7 separate regions of the Mus musculus genome follow, and regions 1, 2, 3, 4, 5 and 7 are each linked to region 6. Evidence: chromatin contacts called from public Hi-C, HiChIP or PLAC-seq and promoter capture Hi-C data. All regions are on one chromosome and are shown on one strand. The core of a region is the stretch at or near the end of the contact, and the rest is flanking DNA. Distances in the headings are between cores, read along the strand shown. Region 1 holds the start of Tbc1d5 (TBC1 domain family, member 5). Region 2 holds the start of Sh3gl1 (SH3-domain GRB2-like 1). Region 3 holds the start of Zfp119a (zinc finger protein 119a). Region 4 holds the start of Shd (src homology 2 domain-containing transforming protein D). Region 5 holds the start of Ubxn6 (UBX domain protein 6). Region 6 holds the start of Sgo1 (shugoshin 1). Region 7 holds the start of Lrg1 (leucine-rich alpha-2-glycoprotein 1).

Region 1 (3,480 bases), core at 232-2,731, 2.5 Mb before region 6:
TTTGTATTGAACAAGGTCTTGTCCATCACCACGTGAGAAATGCAGAATAACAAGTTGTATCAGTTACCACATCCACTGAATTCCTATCACATTTTTAACAAGAACCCAACCCCCAGGGACTCAGGTTTGATCAACGCTCTCTATCCCACTGCAGCTGCCCTTTCCATTCTATTTCGGACACCAAGGAAGTCCTGGAAATAGAACTGAACCAAAGACGCATAACGGAAAAGTGAGTTTCTTTCCCACTGTATTCCAAGAGTTCTTTTCCAATAGTGCATCCTGTGCCACAGCACACTAATAAGAGGTGGTTTGTGGACTACACTGTGATGGACTACGCGTACAAAAGCCCTAGCATTTCAGCACAATCCACCTCAGGCAGTTTAGCATGTAACCTGCATAGTAAAGTTTCAGTCCAGTTCAGAATTGAGAAATGGGGACTCTGCAGAAAGTGATGGGGGGGGGGGGGTGGAAGTTGAAGGGTTATAAAAGATGTAACCTTCAAAAGCTGTTACCATTCTCAAGCGCTGAATTGGTTAGTAAGTCGTCCTGAAACTATTAGTAACTAGGAGTGACCAAACTCTAGGTCGCATATCTGCACAGAATGTATTGGAAGAACAGTACATTTCCAGGAAAACAGAGGGGGCAGGGGGAACTCTCCCAAGTCGTTCTCCTCGGGTCCTGCCAGGCCTCGAACTGACAGATGCCGGCGTGACTAACTTAAGTAGCACTAAGGCAAATTAAGGCAGGAGAGGGTTTCTCTCCTCCGAGGCTGCTCGGCTCCGGGCTCCAGCCGCCTGACTTCCGGCCTGGGAAGGAAACGTGCAGCCCAGGGCTGAAAGAAACAGGGAACCGGCCAAAGAGGAAGTAGAGCTGGCTGAGCAGCTCGGCAATGCCCGGTAGCTGCTTCCCGAGCTCGTCCGGGAGCGAGGACCGAACGGGGACGGGGACTGGGACGAGCGGGCTGAGAGAGGCTGCCTCGCCCGTGTGCGCGCTCGCCCTTCCGCCCGCTCGCCCGCCGGCCCGCAGCGGACCGAGCCCCAGCCCGCCTCCCTTCCCAGCCCGCGCGCAAGCCGCGGCCGGCGGCTCGGGCCTTCCCTGGCGGCGGGACGGGGCCCAGCGAGGCTGAGGGGAGGCCGGGGAGGGAGCGACGGCTGTGCAGCTGCCCGGGGAGGCTGACGGGGGAGGCGAGGCGCTTTTTCACCGTTAGCATCGTTATGTTATTTTTTTACCTGTAGCGCAGCAGGGCTCCCCAGCTCCTATTCCCTGAATCCTCCTCCCCTCCTTTCTCTCTCTCTCTCTCTCTGTCAGTCTCTCTGTCTCTCTCCTCTCTTTATCTCGCTCTCTCGCTCTCTCTCTCTCTCTCCCCGTCAGTCTGCCGGGCTCTCGTGGAACACGCCGGGCCTGGCCCGACCAGCAAGAGAATGGGGCGGGAGGTGGCGGCGGTGACCAGCGGCCACGTGACCACGCTCCCTCCGTAACGGCGTCCGCCTCCTGCTGCGCGCCCTCCCGGCGCTCCACCTCTAGTAACCCCGCGCGCCCGGGGACCCGTGCGCAGGCGCGCGCCCGGGCCTGGGACGAGCCAGCGGGTGAGCCGCGGGTGACCCGCGCTCTGGGAGCCTGGTGTCTTGGGGGATAGGTCGGGGTGAAGAGGGAAAAGGGGACGCCCGAGACCAATGGAGCTGCCTGGGCCATGCCGATGCGCATGCGCGCGGGGCCTCCCTACAGTGGGAGCCGGCCTTCTGCCACAACCCGAGGTCCCCCACTTGCCACCAGCTTCCCAGGGTGGGACTGGCATCGAGGAGATAAGTCAGGCCTGGGAACGTCCTAAGAATCTGGCACTCCTGCCTCGGATCGCACAATTTCCTTGTCTCCTGTAAATGGCCTTCCCTTCATCCTTGGTCTACAGCTGTACAGACTGATGACAGATAGGTCGTGCCACCCAATTTTGTAGGGACTCACTACCTCTTTGTGAAGACCTTCTTTGTATGAATCCAGAGAGGTGCTGTTTTTTGTTTTGTTTTTTTAGCAACCCCACACCTGTAAAAACACACAGGTTTTATCTTCTCAGACCTCGAATCTAGACTAATGACTAGTCATTAGATAGTTAATCTAATGAATGACAATTTTGGCAAATGACTAGACCCTGGTTTTACCGCCCTATGCCCCTGCTTAATCCTGACTTAAAGTTGCATTTAACCTCCAGCAATGGGAGGCTGGTATTTTCTTCTTCAATAAGAAAGTGGTAAATAGCTCATCTGAGTTGGAGAGAGAGAAAGAGAGATCTCTTATTAATCTGTCTTTACAAATAGCGCAAAAAAAAAAAAAATCAGTTGTTATGTTCAGATTATGGAAACCAAAACAGAGGTCAGAAAGTTAGCTAGCTTCCAAGGAAGGCATACCACACTTAACACAGTGATTCTCTTTTTTCTAATGCCCTTCTCACTGTAGCAGAAATTGAACAGGTTGAATAGAGTAAGCTATTAAAAGTTCTGGCTAAACTCATGATTACATTAGTCTCATGAACAGAATCCTAAGAAATAGGAAGATGCATCATGCTGTATTTGGATATTGCTCTCCCAGCTAGCAATACAGCAGTCAGCCACATGACTGGTATTCTACAATGTATAGTGGACTTTGTTCTCCGGCACCGAAATATCTCACCGCAGACCCTCATCTCCTTCCTGAAGTACTGACTATGCTGGTGTTACTGGGACTGTAGAGGTCCTTCAGTGTGGTCACCAAATGACAGGAGAAATCTCTATCCCCTCTTGGGACGCTTAGTCTCATAAATAGCATAATTTAAGAAGGGACCGAAGGGCAATTTCATTAGAGATGAAAAGAACATCTCTGAAGACTATAAAGCTCAGCTGCTTCTCAGAGATGGATAAAAGAAGACAGAAAGCAGCCATACCATTTGTGGTGATTAAATAAAAATCGCCCCCGTAGGCTCATGTGTTCGAATGGTTAGTCACCAGAGAGTAGAGTGATAGAAGGATTTGAAGGTGTGGCCTTGTCAAAGGAAGTGAGCTTTTGAAACCTCAAAAGCTCATAGTGGGCCCAGTCTCTCAGCCTACAGATCAGGAGTAGTTTTCAGCTGCTTCTCCAGCACCATGTCTACCTGCATGTCTCCAGGTTCCTCACCATGATGATAATGGACTAAACTGACACTGTAAGCAAGCTGCCAATTATTATTTTCTTTTCAAAGAGTTGACGTGGTCATGGTGCCTCCTAAGACACCATTGAAGCTGGCACAGAGGGTAGCTACACGGCCAACCACCAACTGCATGGTATGGAAGGAGACTTTACAGAAAGAAAGAAAGAAAGAAAGAAAGAAAGAAAGAAAGAAAGAAAGAAAGAAGGGAGGGAGGGAGGGAGGGAGGGAGGGAGGGAGGGAGGGAGGGAGGGAGGGAGGGAGGGAGGGAGGGAGGGAGGGAGAGAGAGAGAGAGAGAGAGAGAGAGAGAGAGAGAGAGAGAGAGAGA
Region 2 (3,555 bases), core at 424-2,923, 2.3 Mb after region 6:
TGAGGTCATGGCTCAGGGTAGAGCTGTTGCCAGTGTGGTTGAGGTCCTGGGCTCCAACCCCAGCAAACATCCATCAAACGAGAGAGAAAGAGAGAGCGCACTCGCGAGCACAATCGATCTAGCAACCTGGAGGAAAAGGCAGAAGAAAAGAAACTCAAAACAGACAGGAGAAAACTCAGTCACGAACTTCTGGCCACTGAGGTTTGGTGACAAACATCTGTAACTCAGCACCGGGAGGCAGAGGCGGGAGGATAATGACTATGAGGCCACTCTGGCCTGACTGAGACAGAGATGAGACAACAAGGGTTTTCTCAAGCAGAAACCTGACAGAGCTGAGGGAACAGGCTCACTTGAGCCCAGGAGTTCAAGGCAAATATAAAACCTTCAACACACAAAGGTATCCTGTCATCCCAGCGCCTGAGAGGCAGGAAGATGGAAAATTCTGGGCCAGCCTGGACTACGAGCAAAACTTGGCCTCAAAAAACCCCCCAAAAGTTCCAGAGGGACATTACACTATAGGATGTCTGAAAGGAGCGCCTGCCTGCCTGGGGTAGGGTTCTCAATGTTTATACAACGGAGGCCAGGATGCCCACCCTACAGAACTCCTGAATGTCAACACAACCAGAAAGGAGAATTTCAGTTCAGAGTCATGATCGGATCGATTAAACACTAAACCCAAACCACCAAGTACCTATAGGAATCTATAGTATGGTACAGCCAACAAAAACGTATCTTTCAAAGAAGCATACATATGTTTTAGAAATAGGGACACAAACCTGACACATTTTGTAAACTGCAGAAGCCTGGAAAATTACTTTTCACTGTCTCTTTTCAACTTGCCACAGTGTCTACCAAGAGATTTTTCTTTCATTTTTGAGACAGGGTCTCCTTATGTTACGTAACCCTGGCTGGCCTCAAACTCAGAGATCTGCTTACCTGACTGCCTCAAGTGTGCAGGGATTAATGATGTATAACACCCAGTGAGCGAGAATGTTTGTTTTTGGTTTTTTAGGTTTTTTTTTTTTCAATCCGTCTTACAGACACCGGAGAGGGAAAAGAAGAATGGGACACTGATTATTTTTTAAGCCCTGTGTGGACTTGGTTTTTTTGGATATCAACCTAGACAAACATTTTCTGTGGCCTGAGGCTATGTGGTGAGAGTCTCGGAAGCATAGCCTGGAGACTTTGGGGGGGGGGGGGCTTGCCTTCCATGCTGCGATCCCAGGAATCGAACTTACGTTGTAAAGCCTGGCGGCAAGCCCCTCTCAATGAAGCCCTTTCGCCGGCCCTCCAGAGCTTTCTGAAAGCCGCCTAGACGCGCACACCCGGTGTCCCTCTTCAAAGCACGGGGACCCGGTCTCCCCTTCCCCGCTAGCCCAAGGGAAGCCAGCTCGGCTCGTCTGCGGTCCCCAAAGGCAGGCCCGAGACCAGATCGCCTGGCCTCGCCTCACCTGGCTCGCCTTGTAGAACTGCTTCTTCAGCCCCGCCACCGACATGCCGCCTGCCGCCGTCAGGCCTCCCGCTCGAACTCCGGTTTCCGCCGGCGCCGCCGAACCGACTTCTTTCCTCCGCGCGCAGGTCGGCGCCGCCACCGCCAAATCAGCTTGCCAGCTCTGCGCCCCCGCCCCGAAGCCACCTCGGCCGGCTAGCGCGCACGCGCGGCCGGGATATTACATGGCAACCGCACACTTCCGGTGACGCCCCCATATCGCCTCACCCCACCCTACAACGGCATCTGCGCGCGCTCCGCCTCTCTGCGCGTGCGCGCCCCCTGGAGGACAGAAAGAGCATTGCCGGGGGAGGAACGGCGGAAACCCTCCCACACCAACGAGATGAGGGGGCGCCTAGAGAGGCCAGAAATCTGTGTACGTGCGCGTGTACGCATGATGCAGCTCCCTCTAGAGTCCAGGAGTAGATATAAAGCCAAAAGTCAGTTTTAATTAATTAATATTTTATTTGTGCGTGGAGAAAGCGGAGCGGAATTTGCCAGCGAGAGTGTAATAAAGACAAAGCGAGGTAAAATGGAATATCTTAGGGGCTAGAGGAACGGTTGGTTCTCCAGGTAAAAGTGCTTGCTGCCCTGGCTGACATCGGGAGTTCAGTTCCTCGCATCCACATCAGGCTGCTTGCTCATAGCTAGCTGTCTGTAACTCCAGCTCCGGGTCACAGCCCTTTCCTGGCCTCCTTCAACTGCTCTCAAGTACACCGGGTCACATATATACCCATAACTTAAAAATTAATATGAGGTATGCCAGTGGTGATGCATGTACGCCTTTAATCCCGGCAGAGGCCCAAATGCTAACACGCCACCAGCCTTCTCTCTGGGGTCCTTCCTTCAGTGTCTCCCTTCTAATAAATCGCTGAGGATACAACTAGAAAAGAGAGTCCTTTATTTCCTTCTTCATAACTTTATTTCAGAGCAGATATTGCATAACCCAGGCTAAGCCTCAAACTTACTGTATAACCAAGGATGACCTTGAACTCCTGTCCAAGCTCCTCCACGTCCCAAGTGCTAAATCACAGGTGTGCACCAATGAGCCCCACTAGAAACATATTTTCAAAATAGTTCGCTCAGACTGTAGCTATCTCCTATTTCGAGTTCCATTGGTTCATTCCTGTCATGTACCAGCTATAGGACATCATTGCTTTTTTGCGCATTAGCCCTGCAGTGAGCTTCCTCTCATCATTAAGACAGAAAGAGGACTCTAATTGAATGATATCTGTGATGGCTTGTATATGCTCAGACCAGGGAGTGGCACTATTAGAAGTTGTGCCCCTGCTGGAGTAGGTGTGTCACTGTGGGTGTGAGCTTTAAGACCCTCATCCTAGCTGCCTGGAAGCCAGTATTCTGCTAGCAGCCCTCAGATGAAGATGTAGAACTCTCAGCTCCACCTTCACCATGTCTGCCTGGATATTGCTATGTTCCCGCCTGGATGATAATGAACTGAATCTCTGAACCTGTAAGCCAGTCCCAATTAAACATTGTTTTTTTTTTTTTAGATTTATTTTATTATTATATCTAAGTACACTGTAGCTGTCTTCAGACACACCAGAAGAGGGCATCAGATCTTATTAAGGATGGTTGTGAGCTACCATGTGGTTGCTGGGATTTGAACTCATGACCTTTGGAAGAGCAATCAGTGCTCTTACCCGCTGAGCCATCTCTCCAGCCCCCTAAACGTTGTTCTTATAAGAGTTGCCTTGGTCATGATGTCTGTTCACATTAGTAAAACCCTAACTAAGACAATATCTCTTCAATGAAGTCTCCCCAGGTTGACATATGTACCTTAACCCTTCTATCAACTGTTACAAATTTCAAAAACTATATAGAATATGCCAGGTGTGGCAATGCACACACCTTTAACCCAAGCCCCTGAGAAGCAGAGCAGATGGGTCTCCGAGTTTGCGGCCAGTCTGGACTACATAACCAGTTACAGACCAGGCAAGCATGACCTGGAGATTAATAATGAATGGAGGTAATGAGTAAATAAATCCTAAAGCAGACACAGGAAAATGGCTAGGGTTGAAATTGGTGAAAAGTTGGGGTGGTTTCAT
Region 3 (3,533 bases), core at 710-3,209, 2.2 Mb after region 6:
CTGCTAGGATGGCCCATTAAGCTCCACTTAAAGTACTCCGCAGGTTTACAAACCCAAAGATCCAAAATTTGAATTCATCCAAACAAAAGTATGGTTAGGCCTATCACAGCAATACCCTAGTCCCTGGTACCAACTTCTCTCTTAATCAGGGTCTTGTTGCTGTGAAGAGACACCATAACCAAAGCAATTTGTATAAAATGAAACATTTAACTGGGGCTGACTTACAGTTTCAGAGATCCAGTCCATTATCATCATGGCAGAAAGCATGGCAGCCTGCAGGCAGACAGGGCGCTAGAGGAGCTGAGAGTTCTAAACCTTGATCCAATTGCAACCAGGAGACTTTCTTCCACAGGCAGCTAAGAAAAGGCTCTCTACACTGGGTGAAGCTTGAGCTGTAGCAGACCGTAAAGCCTACCCTCTTAGTCACACTCTTCCTCTAACAAGGCCACACCTCTTCCGATGAGGCTCTAACCTCCTAATAGTGCCACTTCCCACGGGCCAAGCATATTCAAACCATCACAGGCTCCTAGTCTAGCAATAATTCAAAATGTAATTATTCTCATTTCAAAGATCTCCATATTATATCACAGTCCCAACACTGTTTAAATGTCTAAAGTTTCGTCGAATACTAAGGGCAATCTCTTGACTTTGACATCATATAAACTCAAAATATACAAATTCTATAAATCAAAATAAACAAAAAGTATAACTTCTCAACATGCATGGGCTCAGAATACACTTTTCCTTTACAAAGAAGGAAAGATTGGACCAAGGCAACCCTGTGGGGCATAAATCAAATCATATAGGCAATGAGAATAAGAGCATTTTTGTGACATCTGAACAGAAAGAGAGAGCAAGATTAGAAGGAGAATACAGAGTGGAACAACTTAGAAACCATAGATAACATAAAAAAAAAAAAAAACAACTATGAGAGCAATGTACAGAATGCAGAGGGAAGAGAAAAAAAAAAGAGCTGCAGAGAGCAGAAGGAGCAGGCAGACTTCTCCTTACTATGGGACAGAACAGGTCTTTTCTAACTAACAAGGAAGGTTTGGTCTTAGTAAATAAAGAGAACAAAGCTTTACTCCTCTACACTAACTCCTCTAGAGGGGTTACAGGCTTCCTTAAAATAACCTTCCCTAACTTGTCTAAGAAGAAATTAAACAATTGGAGGCCTGCAAACTCAGGTTTAAGTGTGTATCTTTTCTCTGATTGCTCGCTATTATCCCTTGTTTCCCTCCCCACCCAGTTCTCTCAGAGAACCGGGAAAACCTGCCTGCACAGTACTTCCTGGGAAAGAATAGAGATCAACAGAACATGAGAGAAAATTTAGAAAGAAAAGAAAAAAAAACACACAACTAAAATAGAGTAAATGTTGATGAAAGAGGCCAGGAAACCCAGTGAGCCTGGCCTTACTAACACACGTTACTGGACGGTCAAGGCATCTACAAGTCTGTGTCGATGGCAAACACTTTGCATCTGCACAGAATTAACTGCGGACGGATCATACATCAGAACCTCAGGTGCCAAGTGCAGAACTTGTAGAAGACACCGGAGAAACTAGGGTTCTCCATGTCAGCACATCTGCCTTCCCTGGACACAGGAAAAGCAGCTGAGGCGCTCACTGCATGGTGACGTCAGCAACAAGGATGTTTTCACTCCAGGACCCGCGCCCCACACTCTGCGCAGGCGCAGCCCGGGATCGAAGTCAGACGTCCGGCTTCCGCTCCGGAGGTGCAGGGACCTCAGGTGAACAAACGCAATCACGCCGGGCGGCGAGTCTGACCGCCGGTTCCCGCACCCCGGGAGGAACCCCACACAGTCTCCCAAGGCTCCTCCCCGCGTGGGGACGGCGGCCCCGCTCACCATGGCGTGGAGACCGAGCTCGCCCCGCTCTCCTCACAGCTCCCGGCAGCGGGTGGCAGACCAGGACACGGAACCACAAGAGCCTCCCTCAGACCCGAGCCCGAACCTTTAGTATTAGGGAACGGAAGTGCTCTCCCCATTCTGGCTAGCGGATCCATGCGGCCGTGATTGGCTAGTAAGGAATGAGTGACAGCTCCCCTAGTCACCGAGGGCTGTGAAGTATCACAGCACAGTGGTTCCCAGTCCTGGTGTCCGCTCAGGCACAGAACTGTCTCAGACGCGGAGAGACAGGCATTGCCATAGAACTTGCGCCTGTTAGCGTACAGGCAGGTCCACAAGCCTACTCTCGGGGACCTAGCAGAGACTTCTGTCATCAGATGCCATCACCTGCCGATGCCATCAGGCGCGCCCGGTCTGTTTCAGGATGAATGTATCCACCCACCAGCCACCGGAGCTCTCTCCCTACTCGGCAGGCCGTCTCTCTGTTCCCGGTGTGCGCTCCTTTCTCTCTCTGCCTGTCATATGCCCACTTCTCTGCCTCTGTCCCTTCGCCAGGACCTCAGTCCCCCAACCCCCACCCCCCAATAAAGCTTTTTTACACCAGATGCATGGCGTAATTTCTCAGGACACACTTCAGCTCGATCTGCCAAAGCTACTTCACCTCACTCCATTATGTTTCCTAACAGCAGGACTGCACAGTCGTCCCTGCTCTGCTGCACTCAGGAGGCTCCTTAATCTAGGCACAAGGTCTCTAGCATACACAGATCACTAAACAACCTCAAGTGGAGTGATCCACCTGCCTCACAGCCAAAAGAGCATCCAGACTATCCAGGTCAAATTTAAACCTCCTGGTTGATATTCACCAGGCATCATCCATTTTTAAAAAGACTCATCTAAATTGCTCACACTTCTTTCAGCTAAACACTGGTAGCCAAAACACTAACACATTCCCAGCCTTTAGTGGTTGCACTGGCTCATTATGCCAGCACTTGGGAAGTGGAGTCAGGACATCAAAAGTTTAAGCCTAGTAATTCCAGGACAGCCAGGGAGGATACACAAAGAAATCCTGTCTCCAAAAAAAAAAAGTTTAAACCAGCTTGGTCTATGAACCCAAACACCAACTATTCTGGCCCCCAAAGGGGAGGTGACCAGGGTGTGATCAAGTGACCATAGGTGTGTGGGTTCATTTCTGGGTCTTCAATTCTGTTCCATTGATCTACCTGCCGGTCTCTATACCAATACCATGCAGTTTTTATCACTATTGCTCTGTAATACAGCTTGAGGTCAGGGATAGTGAATTCCCCCAGAATTTCTTTTATCATTGAGAATAGTTTTCATTATCCTGTTTCGTTTTGTTTTACTTTTTTTGTTATTCCAGATGAATTTGCAAATTGCTCTTTCTAACTGTGTGAAGAATTGAGTTGGAATTTTGATGGGGATTACATTGACTCGGTAGATTGTATGGGGCAAGGTGGCCATTTTTACTATATTAATCCTGCCAATCCATGAGCATGGGAGATCATTCCATCTTCTGAGATCTTCCATTTCTTTCTTCAGGGACTCGAAGTTCTTGTCATACAGATCTTTCATTTGCTTGGTTAGAGTCACACTAAGGTATGTAATAGTACCGTGACTATTGTGAAGGGTGTCATTTCCCTAATTTCTTT
Region 4 (3,898 bases), core at 186-2,685, 2.3 Mb after region 6:
CCCTTCTGTCCCCCTGCTTTGGTACACTTACCCTCCCGGATTTGAGGGGCATCGATTCTTATCCTGCTGTTCCCTGAGGCCCCAGTCGCCCCGTGTGTGCCTCAGGATGGAACAGTCACACTGTTCCTGAACAAGAACAGGGTTCTGTCCCATGCCACCAACAGGGTACATGGAGTCTGAGACTCCGTGGGGGACTATCCAAAGCAGGCCGAGGCAGAGACAGGACTAGTTCATGGGGACTGGCAGAGGCACAGGGAAGTGGATTGTTCTGGAACTGCAGTATAGCAGATTACATGGCCTTCATAGGCTATACAACCCACTCATGCATGTTTTCCCTGTGCTTTCATTTGGGTTTAAGATGCTGGGGGCCAACACTACCCTCTCAGCTGCCCCCAGCCTTTGGGTTGTACTTCTAAATGCGACAGGGATAGAGCATGTGAATTATAATCCGGAGTCAGTGTGATACAGACTGACCCCCGTCCCATCTTCCAAGTCATCCAGAAGGTTTTCCCAAGGTAGTTGCCATGATCCTCCTCCCCGCTATCAGAAGAGTTTACTGCTCTGGCTTTTTCTGTTCTTACACGCGCAGGCGCGCTAACATACACACACACACACACACACACACACACACACACACACACACAGGCGCCCGCGCCCCAATGGAGGCTCTGAGGCGACAGAAAGTCAAGTGCCGTTTGATTCTGCCTCAGGCCCCCTGATTGCTATTCCTGCCACGTACAGGCTCCATGCGAGAAAGCTCTTGACTACACCAGCACACACAGGATCTGGTGACCCCTGGGGACGCTGCCTGACAGAGATAGGAGTGGGTGGTTAGGGGGACTTAGCCTACTCCAGATGCCGTGCTGGCTCTAGGCCTCAGTTTCTCTGCCTGGAAAACAGAGCTCACAGTGGACAAGAGGATGACCGCTCTCTCTGTGAGCCACCAGTGCCATCCTAGAGATGTCCAGGCACAAATGGTCAGATGGGTGGCTTGAGTTTCGCTCCACACACAAAGCCTTTCTATGCCTCAGTTTCGCCAACCTCAACGTCTCAGTCGGTAGGGCGCTTGCTAGTATGCACAAAGCCTGGAGTGTCATCCCTAAATGCTGGGAGACTGAGGCAGGAGGATCAGGAGTTCGAGGTCATCCTTTGCTGCAAGTGAGTTGGAGGCCAGCCTGGGCTACATGAGACCCTTAGCAGTAACTCTTGCTGTCAATGCCTCCTGCACCGATTACCAGTTGGGGAGACTAAGGCGGACAGACAGTTGGCCATGGCTTTTGGGTCACTCTGGCTGACTACTGCCCGCCTGTCTCTCCTTGGGGTTCGACCTCCTAGCTCCATCTGCAGCCCTTGAGGTCTGAGCCCACCTCCCTCCCTCCGCTCGCGGACCCGCAGCTGCCGACGCCTCCCACCCCTCCCCCTCGCCCGGCACAAAGCGACGGACGGACGCAGCGGTGACGGACGACGCCTCCCGCCCTGCGCCACCTCCAGCCGCGACCCTGCGCGATGCTCGGGCCTCTCGCCCAATCCCTGCCCGGCCCTGGTCCCAAGGGCAACTCGGTCCCCACGCCGGTGGTCTCGTCCTCCGGGATCCTCCAGGGTCCGAGTCCTGCTGTCTCCACCCCGGAGCCACAGAAGGTCTGAGGTCTGCAGGTCTGTCCGCAAGGCGGGACCCAATGGGACGCGGGTGTTCTCGCCCCTCCGGTGGCCCTGAGAACCCGGGCCTGGACTCAGTGGTTTAAGTCCCTTTTGTTGTGCAGTGGCGGCGGCTGCAGGCGGTTAAGGGATAGGGGAGGTTAAGGGATTGAGGGGGCGGTGTGGAGCAGGAGTTAGGGGACCGGGAGGTTAAAGGAAATGGAGGGGTCTGGAGATTAAGGAATACTGGAGATGGAATTAAAGGATTCAGAGATTAAGGGATGGAGATAAAGGATTGGAGGTGTGACGGGGGCGGGGTGTGAAGGATCAGGGGTCAAGAAATCTGGGTAATTCGGACTGGTGGGGCTCGCGGGATCGGACAGCAGCCCCACAGGGAGTACGACCCTCTGGAGTGGCTCAGCCTCTGACAACTTTATGCATGGAGCTGAAGGGGTAATGTGAAACAGCCCTGTTGACATCACACCTGCAACACGGACCCTAAAGTTCGCAGTTCCCGCAGACCCTTGGCCTGCAGCACCAGGGTCGCCACCTGCTGCCCCCTCTGCTCTGAGCCCAGCCAAGGACTTCTGACCTCCAATCTTCCTGTCCTCTTCCTCTTCTCTCTTCTCCCTTCTTCCTCCCCCCTTTTGTCTCCCCCTCCTCTTCTCTCCCCTCCTTCCTCCCCCCAGCCCCAGGACGAGCTGCAGAGCTAGGCATGAAGGTCCTTGTTTGACACCAGCATATTTTGGGGGCACCAATGGCCAAGTGGCTCCGAGACTATCTGAACTTGGGCAGCCGGAGGCCGCCTCCGCAGCCGCCCACCCCCGACTACACCGAGAGCGACATCCTGCGGGCCTACCGCGAACAGAAGGACCTGGACTTCGAGGACCCCTATGAGGATTCCAATGGCCGCGCTGAGCCAGAGGTCACCGGGTCCGGTGACCCCAAGTACAACTCTCCTAGGCACCGGCTGATCAAGGTGGAGGCTGCAGACATGGCCAGAGCCAAGGCTCTGCTGGGGAGCCCGGGGGAAGAGGTGCGTGGAGGACCTGGACGGGTGTTCTGTCCCTATCACCCTGGGTTCCCCACCTCATCCCCCGCCCCCTGGGGAGTCCAAGATCTTCTGGGCTAGCCATTATCCCCCTCGGCCCATTCTCCCTTCAGGGAGACAGAGGGTAGGTGTTGTTTTTGGTTTGTGTGAGACCTGGTCCAACATTGCCCAGGCTGACCTAAAACTAGCTACAATGAGTTTGAACTCCTGATCCTCCTGCTGCCTGTACTTCTGAAGTGTGTGTCACAGGATGACAGGCATGTGTCACAGTCACTGTTTATGCTGTGCCTGATGGAAGCTGGACCTGGTGCATGCCCTGCTTGGTTTTACCGAAGGCTGAGACCCCTTTAAGGTCGAATGACCCTTTCACAGGGGTTGCCTAAAACCATCAGAAAACACAGATAATAAATTTTAAAAATCATAATTCATTTTTTAAAGTTACAGTTATGAAATAGCAACAAAATTATTTTATGGTTGGGTGTTGCGGTGTTAGGAAAGTCCAGAACCACTGCTCTGTTGGTTTCGTTTGGTTTGGTTTGGTTTGGTTTGGATTGGTTTGGTTTGGTTTGGTTTGGTTTGGTTTGGTTTGGGGACAGGTTCTCCCTGTGCAGTCCAAGCTGCTCTAAAACTTGTAGTCCTCTTACCCCACAAATCTCTGGAAGGCATAAGAGAAGTAAGGAACACAGAGAGACAAGACACACTGGGATCAAGGCCTGCCTCGTACTCATGTGTGACCCTGTGTGACTCTCTCTGTGCTTCTGTCTCTTCACCTGTAAAGTAGGCCGATATCCTTACTAAGGGCTTAAGGGCTGGTATTAAAACAATATCAGCGAGAGGCCTGGGCTCAAACTCCCAGAACCTACTTAAAGAGCTGAGTGTAGTGACATGGTCTTGAAACCCCAGCGGCCATTGGTGAGGCGGGGACAGGATGATACACGTGAGACTCCCTGACCAGCCTAGCCCTGAGAAGTGTGAAACGGCCCAGCAAGGGCAGTCAGAAAGTACAGTACCCCACAGCAGGGTCATCCAGAGCTAGCCCCAGCCTTTCCCAGCAGCCGGAAGCAGAAACTGAGTACTCAGACCCTTTTGATGCCCAGCCTCAGCCACCAGCCCCCAACAGTGGGTACATGGAGCCCTATGATGCCCGGAGCGTCTCCAGTGGTGAGCACACATGGCTGGGGGGGTGTGGGGAATGTGCTGTTGTGAGGGGAG
Region 5 (3,621 bases), core at 940-3,439, 2.4 Mb after region 6:
GAGGCTGAGCCTCTGGGTGCAAAGGTGGGAGTTGGGGGGTGGGGAGGGGGCTGGTCTGAGAGCTAGCAACTCTCCCTCCCAATGTCCAGGAGGTAGAATCTAGTCCCTGCTTCTCCAAGTCTCCATCCAAGCAAGAACTAATGGTGTCTCTGCCACATGGGACTCAGAGCTACCCTCTGGGGACCCTTTCCCATTGGATTCAGTCTGCCCCAGATGCCACCTAGAGCAGAACTCACCCTGGTTCCGGATGGAGTCCTGAGATGTAGGGCCCCGGGCTCGGGGCTGTTTCTGTTCCAGCCGGGCCAGGGCAGCAGCGGCAGCCATCTGTGCCTCATCAGTGGGGCCCTGACGGGGCTGCCGGAGGGCCAGCTGTGGTGACTTTCCTTTGGTGGTCTTCTCCCTGAACAGACATAGGGACCCAATTTTGCAAAACGGTGTATAGAGGAATTTTAATCAAGCAACATGTGGGAGGAATGCAGACATGCAACAAATCTTTAATCTCTCTTGCTGGAATGCAGACAGGTCCATAGTATGTATCTTTAATCCCTAACAATGTAGGTAAGGTTAGTTTGTAGAAGGAAGAAGTCATGTTTGAAAGTGGCATCTAATTGAGTGGCAGACAGTGACGAATCAGAAAAATTTGACAGAATGAGTCAGGGATAGATTACACCCAACTCTGAGAACAGTCAGGAAAGAGAGGACTCAAAAGGCAGCACAGAGAGAGAGAGTTGAAAGCAGTTCAGCCTGCCAGTGCAGTTCAGAGGCAGGTTGCAGCGAGAGAATGAGAAGGAACCAGAAGATTAGAAGAGACTGCCAGACTTAGTTTGAGTCCAAGCAGAGCACTTCAGTGAGAAATTGAGAGAAGCCAAATTGAATTAGTCAGCTTGGTTAATTAGATTGTACAGATGCTAGAAGCTTCCTGGGATAGTTGTTAGAACATGGATAATGCTCTGAGCTCAGCCCAAGCAGTGTGTTGTGTTCACAGAGCATGGTTGCAGCTCTCATCACTTCATCTGAGGAAATAAAAGTGACATTTACTTTTATAGATCACACACAGATCACGGACACTGGACCATCCCCTCCAACTTCTGGCCTGAGGATCCTTTGAACCTCCATGTTCCTCTCATCATTGAAACTGCCCCACTATTTGTAGCTGTACCCTGGTGTGTTTACCTCCCTTCTAGCCCTGGCTTGCAGGCCCCTCCTTCTCCTCACATTCAGCCCCAGTCGCTGGTTGTCATTTTCCTCCACATATACTTCCTGCAGACTACTCCCTGGTAGCCTGTAGCTGTCTCCAATCTCTACTTCACCCCTTCTGAGCAGCTCCAACATGCCTTACCTCCCTCTCCAGAACACAAAGTTCTCCGGAAAGAACTCCAGGAAAGTACTCCTGGAAGACCCGGAGTTGCCAAGGCCCCCACAGAGATCCCATCTTCACCTGTCACCCCAACCACTCAACAACATTCTGGGTCTGGGCCTCTCTGGTTTCCACACTCCTCCAAGATCCTTCTATAATCCTCTCTCACTCCCCAACCCCTCCCAGATTACCACACAACCTACAAAGAAGTCTTAACATCTCTCACAGACCTTCTTCCCACACCTTCTCTTAGGTCCTTCCTACCCACATTTCGCCAAGGCCACACCTTTAGGCGGCTCTTCTCTTAGCTAAATTCTGGGCATTGCCCCGTCCCTTCTCACCACCCAGAACCAAGAGTCTCTAAGCAGTGACCAACGCGCCCTGGCCACGACCGCCCACGCCTACCCTTAGCGCCCCGCCCACCCGTGCTACACCACACAACTGCCCTCCCTTCTGCCCCGCCCACCACTGCTACAACGCCCCGCCCTCATTGTAGGCTCCGCCCCTGCCTTACAATCTTCCACACCCCACCCACCAATCTACTCCTGCTAAGCATAGCCTAGAAAGACCCTGACACCCAACCGCCGGCCCTTTTTGCCCCCTGGCCCTCGCCCTCTCCGTCGCCCAACCAGCGTCACATACCCTGCGGAATCCGTAAGCTTCTGGCCGGGCCCCGCGCTCTTGAACTTGATGTCAGCCTTGATTTCCTGGAAGAACTTCTTCATGGCGGCAGCGGCCCGGCGGCTTGGGCCGCAGGGCGGAGGGCGCAGGGCCCGGGTGGATGAGGAGCAGGCGGCCAACCACCGGAAAGAAAATATCGCGGCGACGGAAGTCCCGCCTGGTTCACGTGACAATCGCCTTGCAGCACCTCGCGCGGGCGGGGCGCCATCTTCCTGTCTGCGGACGCCGTTGCCGGGGCGACAGGCTCGCCTCCCTTAAGACCGCAGCAGCCACCAGGGGAGCTTAAAGAGAGCATCCAAACAGCGAGCAGCCTAGAAGAGTACCCAGAGCTACTGGAACCAGGGTGGATGTCAGGAGTTCAAGGCCAGTCCATACTACAGAGAAAATGAGTATGAATGTACTGTGCATGAGCCTGAAATCTGCTCTGGGAGAGACAAGCTAGAAGGAGCCGACAGAGAGATTGGTACAGGCAAGGTCAAAGCAGAGACCGCAGTTGGTACAGGGCTTGCTCAACATGTGCAAAGCTGAGTTTAATCTCCTCCAACACTTCCATCTCGTGTGGTGTGTACACACAACAAAAAGTTGGATGCTCTGGACTCAGGCTTTTTAGAACACTACTGTTCATGTGAAAAACAGCCATCATCTAGATCAGAATCACTGTGACTGTGCAAGAGACCCCCAAAATCATATACTTCACTGTTAATGGTCACTCATTAGAAAGAAGGGGGGAAGTGGGTCATTGGACACAAACTTGAGATTCCAGGAGCTCTTCTGCACCCCCTGTCTGTGTGCATGTAATTCTACCCTAATGCGCATGGCATTGTGGTCTTTGGATCATGTAACTGAAGTGCCTATGGGCAAGCTTTCGTCTGTGTTGGTGTGAAATTTGTCAGAGATAAAGCAGCTTTGTGGGCTACCCAGGCTGTTAATAATTTTATTAGTTTTGCCAACCATTAGATCCAAAAATGCACAAAGCTGAAGGATGGGACACCCTGGTGATTTCAAGGAAACAAGCCCCATGGCTGGAGGAGAGCAATGGAGGCATTTGATGAGAACTGTGGAAGACAGGTTTCCAAGAGCTACAGTGAAGAGAGGAGTGGAGCACCTTAAAGAAGGCAGCCAGGATGTGGGCTGGAGAGATGGCTCAGCGGATAAGATCTTCTAGAGGTCCTGAGTTCAATTCCCAGCAACCACATGATGACTCCCAATCATCTATAATGGGATGCAGTGCCCTCTTCTGGTTTGTCTGAAGGGAGCAACAGTGTACTCACATACAAATAATTTTTTTTAAGATTTGTTTATTTATTTATTTATTTATTTATTTATTTATTTATTTATTATATGTATGTACACTGTAGCTGTCTTCAGACACTCCAGAAGAGGGCATCAGATTTTTGTTAGGGATGATTGTGAGCCACCATGTGGTTGCTGGGATTTGAACTCAGGACCTTTGGAAGAGCAGTCAGTGCTCTTAACCGTTGAGCCATCTCACCAGCCCCAACAAACCTTTTTGTTGTTGTTGTTGTTGTTTTGAGAGACAGGGTTTCTCTGGATAGCCCTGGCTGTCCTGGAACTCATTTTGT
Region 6 (3,632 bases), core at 362-2,861:
CTCTTACTGGGTACTTGGCCCGGTGCAACAATAAAGGACTTGCGTTTCCCAATCCCCGCCAAATTTTTATTCCTTTTTTCTTTCATTCGATTCTTAATGTCTTCAAGGGTATCTTGAAAGGACCTTTTCTGACACCTTTCCTTAGCCATCTTTGTCTTTGAATTAAAAACAAAACAAAAAAAAAAAAAACCAATGAACACTTCTCAGATATTTTTTAAACATAAAATTTAAGAAACATAGGCTGTTCATCAAGAAGGGATTACAAAAGACTAAATTGTAAACTTACTTCAAAAAAAGCAATATTTTGATTTTCTGCTTAGAAATATTAAGTCAGGTGTTGTAGAATAATCCAAGCTACTAAAAAGGCTAAGGCAGGTGGGTCATAGATTTATGCTTGGGCTACATAGTGAAATTCATCTAAAACAAAACAAGAAGAAAAAAGATGTTAGAATCAAGCCATCATAAGAAAAAAAATCCCATAAAATGTCATTCATGCTTTTGCTATAACCTTATCTTCTACTATTTCATAGGAAAGTATTAAATAACTCCAGAAAGTATCAATTATTCATCTTATAGTAAATATTCATTGGAGGCGTACAACATTCTAGGCTCTATGGGAACTTATTATTTTGGGACAGGATATTGCTGTTACCCAGTCTGGTTTTGAACTTAAGAGCTCTCATGTCCTTCCTACCTCAGCCTCCTGAGTAGCTGGGACCACAAATGTATGAGCCATAAGCAGACTTACTTTTCTTACAATGTTTATAGCCAACCTTTAGTGTTTAGGATTACAGTATTAGTTCAGAAGCAATTTATATGTATATCTGGGTTTCTGTTTGGCAGCTTTTCTCTAGTAATTTTGGGGCTGAGAAAACATGTATTCATGTTAATAACAGTAGCGTGCTTCAAGCAAAATAAACTTCCTGGTCTCAAAATTGTAAACTGTTGCCAACCACAATGTGTGCATATAATTGTCACCACAAGAACTATCTTGATTCATCTCCTTTTAGTTAAGTGTTTTCTTGAATCTCTTCTTGAGTATTCTCACCAGGACGTATTTTCCTCCACGCATAATGAAGCCTTAAATTGGTACTGTATATCTTATCTAACCCTTTATTTTTACCAATGTGTATATACGATAGATTGGAGAGGGGAGTTCAACAGAATAAATGCAACGACTTCTTATAAGAATGGGTGGGTCACCATCAAGTTTTAAAAGTTTGCACCGGAGACATCTGAGTGACACACAGAATGAATAACTGATAGAGTTAAAGTTAATTACAGTTTGTTCGCGTGCGCGAGCACAGTGGGATGGAAATCGGGCCTTGTGCGTGCTAGACAGTGCAAGTCGGCGAGAACACCCCTTCCTCCGGCCCCTATCTAAAAAGTTTTTGCTACTTTGATTGAGCAAAAGCCCTGTCGATTTCGGGGTGCTCGCTTTCGCGAGCGGAACGCGTCGTCCGGTCGGAGAGATACCTCCAGTCCCGCCGCCCGTACCGCTCCGTACCTCGGCCACTCAGGTCCGGACGAGCAGATGCAACCTCCCGCTCCGCCGCGCTCCGCAGCTACCGCCGCCACATTCGAAATTCTGCGTTACGCGTATCCATTGGCTGGCCGGACACCATCACGTGACACTCCGGCCCGCCCTTCTCCGTAGACGCAGCGCCCGGCCCCGGGGAATGGCATCACGTGGCGCGCCTGCGCACGCGCAGCTGTGGCTGGGGTGGGGTAGAGGGGGTGGAGTCAGGCTGGAATTGAGGCCTTGGCTCGGCGTCCGCCTTCCCACAGCCTAGAGATCTAGCGACTTTGAGACTGGGTCTTGTCTGGGTGCGTCCCTGACTTCCGGTTAGACCTGGGGTGTTGACGCAGGCCTGAGAGCCCAGCTCTCAGAAGGCTGAGGCAGGAGAATGACGAGTTCGAGTTGAAGCCTGAGTTGGAGCACGAAAGATCCAAACAGATCCTGGCGTGGCTTGTCAGGGCGCCCAAGGCCGCGCAGCTCTTGTGCTCCGGGGCGCGCCCGTGTGGCAAACGTCCATCCAGCACGTTTAGCGCAGGCTCAGCGAAAGGACTGATGTGAGAGACTGGGCTCTCCAGGTTCAGCCCGCTGGCGAGATCTGCGGGTGGGCCTGGCTGATTCAAGAAGAAACGCCAAGTGACAGCCCGATCCTGTCCTGTGCATTTACGGAAGAGATTTACAACCGGCTGCGCTCACCTCAGAAGTCATTGTAGTGCAGCAGCCGTGACTGAATTAGAAGGTCATCTTGTGGGATCCGTTTTTTAAAGTGCTTTCCCGGGAACAATCTAAACTTCTTTATCAGTTCCTGATAATAGTCAAGGAATTGGGTTTAGTCATGCTGAGAAAAGTTCGGCACGCTTACACATCAGGCAGCGTTACTGGGTAGTTCTGAAGGCACACAAAGAAAATGGGAAGGGGAAGGTGGCAGCAGGGAGCCCTACCACAAGACATTTGGAGCCTCCACAGTTGAGTGATTGCTTCATAAGTCATATCCTTGGCAGATGTCTTGTGCCATAAGGTAGATAGATATACGTAGCCAATATAACAAGTTATATTTTACTATGCTGGTCATCACACAAGGTTCACACTCTTAATTTCTTACCTAGGGTCCTAAGATTATCGTTCCACGGCTGCTCATTTATGGCTCTCTTCTTTGTTTTCTGTTTGTTTTTGTTTTTGAGACAGGGTCTTCTTGTAGCCCAGGATGACCTCTAACTCCTTACGCTGTAGAGAAGTCTCTCTGTGTACCTTTGACTGTCTTGGAACTCACTATATATTTGAGGTTGGCCTCAAATGCAAACAGATCCACCTGCTTCTGTCTCTTGAATGCTAGATTAAATGTGTGTACCACCATGTCCATCTCCTAAAAAAGTTTGGTTTTGGTCTGTTTATTTGGCATTCAAAAAACAAAACAAAGCAAAACAAAACAACGGGTTAAGGCAGGTTTTTTACACAGCCTAAGCAGACTTCAAATTCGTGATATTTCTGCGATGACCAGGAACACACAGAGATATGCTAGTCTTGGCCTCCCAAGTGCTGACATTAAAAAAAATTTTTTAAAAAAGATTCCTTTGGAAATGTGGATATGATCCAGATATCAAAAGCTTTTGCTGCTCTTGCAGAGGACCTGAGTTCAGTTCTGAGCACCCATGTCAGGCAGCTCACAACCACCTCTGACTTCAGCTCCAGATTTGATGCCCTCTTCATGGGCACCTGTGTACAGCATGTGGCATACGTGATCAAAGAGAACACATACATATATACAAAAATAAGAATTAAAAAACCCTTTGAAAGATTCTTTAATACTTACCATGTCATGTGCTGTGTATTAATTTGAATAGCATACAAATGTTAGAAACTTGGTGACCAAAAGTTTTAAGGAATTTGTCAGAACCAAAATGCAGCAAACTATCACATCATTTTGGTACCCACTTATATTGGCTTAGTCTTTTCCTTTGTTGAGCAGTCCCAAGCTGTGGAGAACCTATATAAGTGTACAGTAGACAGACAGGCTGGGGAAAGTCCTACTTTTTAGATTGCTTGTAGCTTTCATCTGCATGTTTTAGAAATGTATCTTAACCACTTGAAATAACTTATTAAACCTCAGAATCCTTGC
Region 7 (3,489 bases), core at 774-3,273, 2.4 Mb after region 6:
AGCACCCCAGCCATCATCCTCACAGGGACCCCAGCTCTGCCACGTCCAGCAGCCGCTGACCCTTCATGGCCTCGGGCCCCGCACAGCGCGTGTCGTTCTGTGAGAACATCTTGTTTCGGTTGGCGACCAGCCAGCGGCAAAGGTCCGCCAGGTTCTTGTCACAGATCCAGGGGTTGTGGGAGATGTCGAAGCCGTCCTGCATGTCGCGGGTCGGCCTCCCCAGGAACGCCCACAGGCCCGGGGGCGTGCTGGACAGAGAGTTATTGGACAGATCCAACATATCCAGGTGCTGTAGGCCCTGGAAGGAGCCGGTCGCCACCCCGACCAACTGGTTGTCATTCAGGAACAGGACGCGCAGGAACGGTTGGGGCGCAAGCAGGCTATCCTCCAGCCTCTGCAGTCGGTTCCCTTCCAGGTGCAGGCGCTGCAGCCGCCTTGGGCCCCGCAGGAGTCCCTCGGGCAGCGACTCCAGCAGGTTGTACCCAAGGTCGAGGGTGTGCAGGGCGCCGAGGCTGGCGAGGAGCCCGGAGGGCAGCGAACTCAGCTGGTTCTCCGCCAGGTCCAAGTGGCCCAGGGCGTCCAGGCCCTGAAGCCATTGCGCGCTCACCTCCCGCAGCTGGTTCTCCCTCAGGACCAGGGTGCTCAGGTTGGCCGAGGTGCTGAACAACCCGGGGGGCAGGCTGCGGAGAGCATTGCGGGTCAGATCCAGGGCGCGCAGCCGGGGCACGGGCGCCAGCAACTCGGGAGACAGCGCCTGCAGGCGATTGCTCGAGAGGTGCAGCTCCCGCAGACCCGGACACCCTTGCAGGGCGGCGGCGGGCAGCTGCGTCAGGTTGGAGAATTCCACCGACAGATGGACAGTGTCGGCAGGGAGGGAGCTCGGAAACTCGGTGGGACCATGGCAGGAGACGGTGCTACCCTCAGCCGACTGCAGTATCAGGCATTCCTTGAGGCTGGACACCCTGCCCAAGAGGGCCAGGAGAAACAGGGTTCTGGCAAGGCAGGTCTTGAGATCCTGGAGGCTGAGGTTAGTGAACCATGGTGAAAAATATCTCCCCTTCTTCCCGTCCCCGTGGCCACCACCCTAAACTGTACCCACTGAGTCCTTCCTCACCAGGACTGGAACAAGACGATCCTCATGGTTTGTTTCCTGAGTCTATTTTTGTCTCCTTAGCAGGGTGGGTGGGTGGCAGAGCCAGTGAGCTCCTATTTATTCTGCAAAGCCCCAGGAACACTATACCCTGGGTTTCATTCTCACAAAGCAGCCCCTGATCCACAGCAAAACTTACCTCTATGACTCTTAAACTTCCTGGGTCTGACCCCCTACACACTTCCTCCCCTGCTACCACCTCTAACAGGTTACCAGTTATTAAGTATTCCCAGTCCAAGTACCTAGTTACTTCTAACCTGGTTTGTATCCTGGGTCTACCCCTATCTCCCTAGTTGTCTGTTCAGAGGGAGAGTCAGTGGACTCGTGTTCACTCTGCAAAGCCCCAGCCACAATGCTTGGCTTTTCACCAGCCCTTTTCTGCCATTCTCAGGAAGGCAGAAGCTTCCAGATTGGCCTTATCCTTTCTTCGTCCAGCTCTCATATGGCTTGTGTGGTCAGCACTGGGTGTTCAGGGAGAACTCAGGGTCCAGGTGAACAGGAATTCTTCTGTACGCATATCTGGTCTCCACAACAGCCCTCAGAGGCCTGTCGGGGGCTTCCTGATTTGCAGTGGGTATGACCAAAGCCTCAAGCCTGGGACCTGGGACAGGGACCCTCTCCCATTCCTGCTCAGGGGGCCTCTGGCAGTCTGTCTGGAAGTAAGCCTGTTTGTACAGCCTGCAGGCCTGAATCTGTTCCTGGCCACCTCAGTGGATCAGACTAATGTCCCCATGATTGTGCTTAGCTTGGTGCCAGGTCTGCCCAGAACTGGTCAGGTAGAGACCTACCTTCCTTGATGCTGCCAAGAGACCATAGCTGCTCCTCTATGTCTGTCCTCAAGACCCCAGGAAGGTGGCTTTATATAGTCCCCACCCCAACTCTGCTCTGAGGCAAAGCAGGAAGAGCCCAGGGCCGGGTCAACATTGCTACATCCCTTCCTGGCAGTGACTGTGGCATCCTGCCCACCCTTTCCCAGACTTTCTGCAGCTTTTACTTCCTAGTTAAGGGTGAGGTGGGGATTGCTCTACCCAATGTCTCCTAGGCTGAGTCCTCTCCCACCAGGATCCAGGGACTGAGTTTGCAATAAGAGCAGGAACGTGGCTGCTCTTTGAGCAGGTGACAGGAAATGTGTTGGAAAAAAAAAAATCTCTGGTCTTGAACACCTGATGTGTTGTTTGCTTTTTATGCTCAAGTAGCTTTCCTACTGAACAAGGAGCAATGCCTGGCTCTGATTGTAAAGTCTTCCACAAGGAACCAAGCAGGTCTGGCTTAGGTTCTCTGGGACTCAGTTTCCCTGCCTGCACAGCTGAACTTGATTGTCAAGAGATTCTTTGGTGATTCCATCTACCTGAAGTGCAGTAGGTGCATATGTCTGTTGTGAAGACACACCTCACATGTCATCTCATTATAGCACAGGGTTGGAGTATGGAGGCTGGAGAATCACTTCGACTTTGACATCAGACTGGGCTACATACTGAGACTGTCCAACAACAAAACCCACAACAGCAAAATGCATTTCAAGGCTATGAATTTGCCTTTGAGGACACCTTTGGCTGTATCTATGTGTGATGTGCACACACACTTGCACAGGCTACAGGTTGATTCTGGGTGTCTTCCTCAATGGTTCTCCACATTGTCTACTGAGGCAGGACCTCTCATTAACTGGGCTAGGCTGACTTGCAAGAGGTCAGGGACCTTCCTGTGTCTGCTTCCCAAGTGCTAAAATTACAGGCATGTACCATTACACCTGGCCTTTTCTGTGAGTACTAAGGGATTCAAACTCAGGTCTTCTTGCTTGCACAGGAAGTGTTTCCCCTGCAATCAGCTAGTTCCTCCTTGTTGTCATCTCATCTTAAAGTTTTCCAGGTTGTCACCCCTTGACATGACCTCTCCTCTCAGTCTGGGATTCTAAGAGGCCAATCCCCCATTTGCCTGTGAGTGACTAAGAGCAGGATTTCCTTCCCAAGTATTTCCAATCACCCCCAACAAACAGCTGACCCAGAGTCAAGGGGGCCGGTGGATGTAAACAGAGTTTTATTGATGGGGATAGGGCTGGAGAGGGTCCTGGACTCAGCTGGCCACGTGGCATGCATGGTCAGCTGGTGGTCGAAGGGGATGTCACAAGTGGGGACGGGTGGCATGGGCCTCTCTGACCACCCCAGGGCTGTATTTACAGGGGCGTCTGCCCACCTCCACCCTCCCAAAACCCCCACAAGCCCTTTAGAAGCAGGTTCCCCCATCTCCCAGCCTGGACCCCCAGGTCCCCTCTGCAGGAGCAGGATTTGAACTCCAAACCGGCACCTTGAAGGCCCCATCCCCTGGGCTTCTTTTCAGAAGGC

Evidence for each region. Promoter capture Hi-C pulls out the DNA fragments that hold promoters and counts their contacts. Hi-C and Micro-C count contacts between places; a contact is called where the count stands out from the background. HiChIP or PLAC-seq counts read pairs in DNA pulled down with a chosen protein or histone mark.
Region 1: a promoter capture Hi-C map of second pharyngeal arch cranial neural crest shows a contact between it and region 6. The contact joins the promoter of Tbc1d5 here to the promoter of Sgo1 in region 6. A contact is called at or near these places in 4 of 39 promoter capture datasets (the HPC-7 cell line, cranial neural crest, hippocampal neurons and 1 more).
Region 2: a contact with region 6 is called in a Hi-C map of B cells, with 5 read pairs. The contact joins the promoter of Sh3gl1 here to the promoter of Sgo1 in region 6. A contact is called at or near these places in 1 of 484 Hi-C or Micro-C datasets (B cells) and 2 of 115 datasets of contacts at active chromatin or transcription factors (astrocytes and epiblast stem cells).
Region 3: a promoter capture Hi-C map of liver shows a contact between it and region 6, with 4 times the contacts expected there. The contact joins the promoter of Zfp119a here to the promoter of Sgo1 in region 6. A contact is called at or near these places in 4 of 39 promoter capture datasets (cranial neural crest, embryonic stem cells, hippocampal neurons and 1 more) and 3 of 115 datasets of contacts at active chromatin or transcription factors (astrocytes, embryonic limb bud and embryonic stem cells).
Region 4: an H3K27ac HiChIP or PLAC-seq map of acute myeloid leukemia shows a contact between it and region 6, with 8 times the contacts expected there. The contact joins the promoter of Shd here to the promoter of Sgo1 in region 6. A contact is called at or near these places in 1 of 39 promoter capture datasets (cranial neural crest), 1 of 484 Hi-C or Micro-C datasets (B cells) and 2 of 115 datasets of contacts at active chromatin or transcription factors (acute myeloid leukemia and embryonic stem cells).
Region 5: a promoter capture Hi-C map of stem cell-derived epiblast-like cells shows a contact between it and region 6, with 4 times the contacts expected there. The contact joins the promoter of Ubxn6 here to the promoter of Sgo1 in region 6. A contact is called at or near these places in 1 of 39 promoter capture datasets (stem cell-derived epiblast-like cells), 1 of 115 datasets of contacts at active chromatin or transcription factors (stem cell-derived neural progenitor cells) and 1 of 9 other capture datasets (liver).
Region 7: a promoter capture Hi-C map of embryonic stem cells shows a contact between it and region 6, with 7 times the contacts expected there. The contact joins the promoter of Lrg1 here to the promoter of Sgo1 in region 6. A contact is called at or near these places in 2 of 39 promoter capture datasets (embryonic stem cells and stem cell-derived epiblast-like cells).

Annotation. Positions count from the first base shown.
Region 1 is chr17:51,177,871-51,181,350 of GRCm38.p6, forward strand. It overlaps Tbc1d5 (TBC1 domain family, member 5), which reads right to left and starts at 1,482. Exons shown (of 22, transcript NM_028162.4): 1 at 1,230-1,482.
Region 2 is chr17:56,034,964-56,038,518 of GRCm38.p6, forward strand. Sh3gl1 (SH3-domain GRB2-like 1) reads right to left here and starts at 1,674. Exons shown (of 10, transcript NM_013664.3): 1 at 1,452-1,674. The coding sequence starts at 1,496.
Region 3 is chr17:55,876,994-55,880,526 of GRCm38.p6, forward strand. It overlaps Zfp119a (zinc finger protein 119a), which reads right to left and starts at 1,960. Exons shown (of 4, transcript NM_144546.6): 1 at 1,867-1,960. The coding sequence starts at 1,869.
Region 4 is chr17:55,969,047-55,972,944 of GRCm38.p6, forward strand. It overlaps Shd (src homology 2 domain-containing transforming protein D), which reads left to right and starts at 1,436. Exons shown (of 7, transcript NM_009168.2): 1 at 1,436-1,653; 2 at 2,325-2,671; 3 at 3,742-3,847. The coding sequence starts at 2,393.
Region 5 is chr17:56,072,837-56,076,457 of GRCm38.p6, forward strand. It overlaps Ubxn6 (UBX domain protein 6), which reads right to left and starts at 2,190. Exons shown (of 11, transcript NM_001379361.1): 1 at 2,000-2,190; 2 at 237-400. The coding sequence starts at 2,082.
Region 6 is chr17:53,687,704-53,691,335 of GRCm38.p6, forward strand. It overlaps Sgo1 (shugoshin 1), which reads right to left and starts at 1,612. Exons shown (of 9, transcript NM_028232.2): 1 at 1,508-1,612; 2 at 287-417; 3 at 8-155. The coding sequence starts at 149. It also overlaps the pseudogene Gm31532.
Region 7 is chr17:56,119,923-56,123,411 of GRCm38.p6, forward strand. It overlaps Lrg1 (leucine-rich alpha-2-glycoprotein 1), which reads right to left and starts at 2,024. Exons shown (of 2, transcript NM_029796.2): 1 at 1,939-2,024; 2 at 1-1,022. The coding sequence starts at 1,964. The coding sequence ends at 20. Sema6b (sema domain, transmembrane domain (TM), and cytoplasmic domain, (semaphorin) 6B) reads right to left here. Exons shown (of 17, transcript NM_001130456.1): 17 at 3,163-3,489.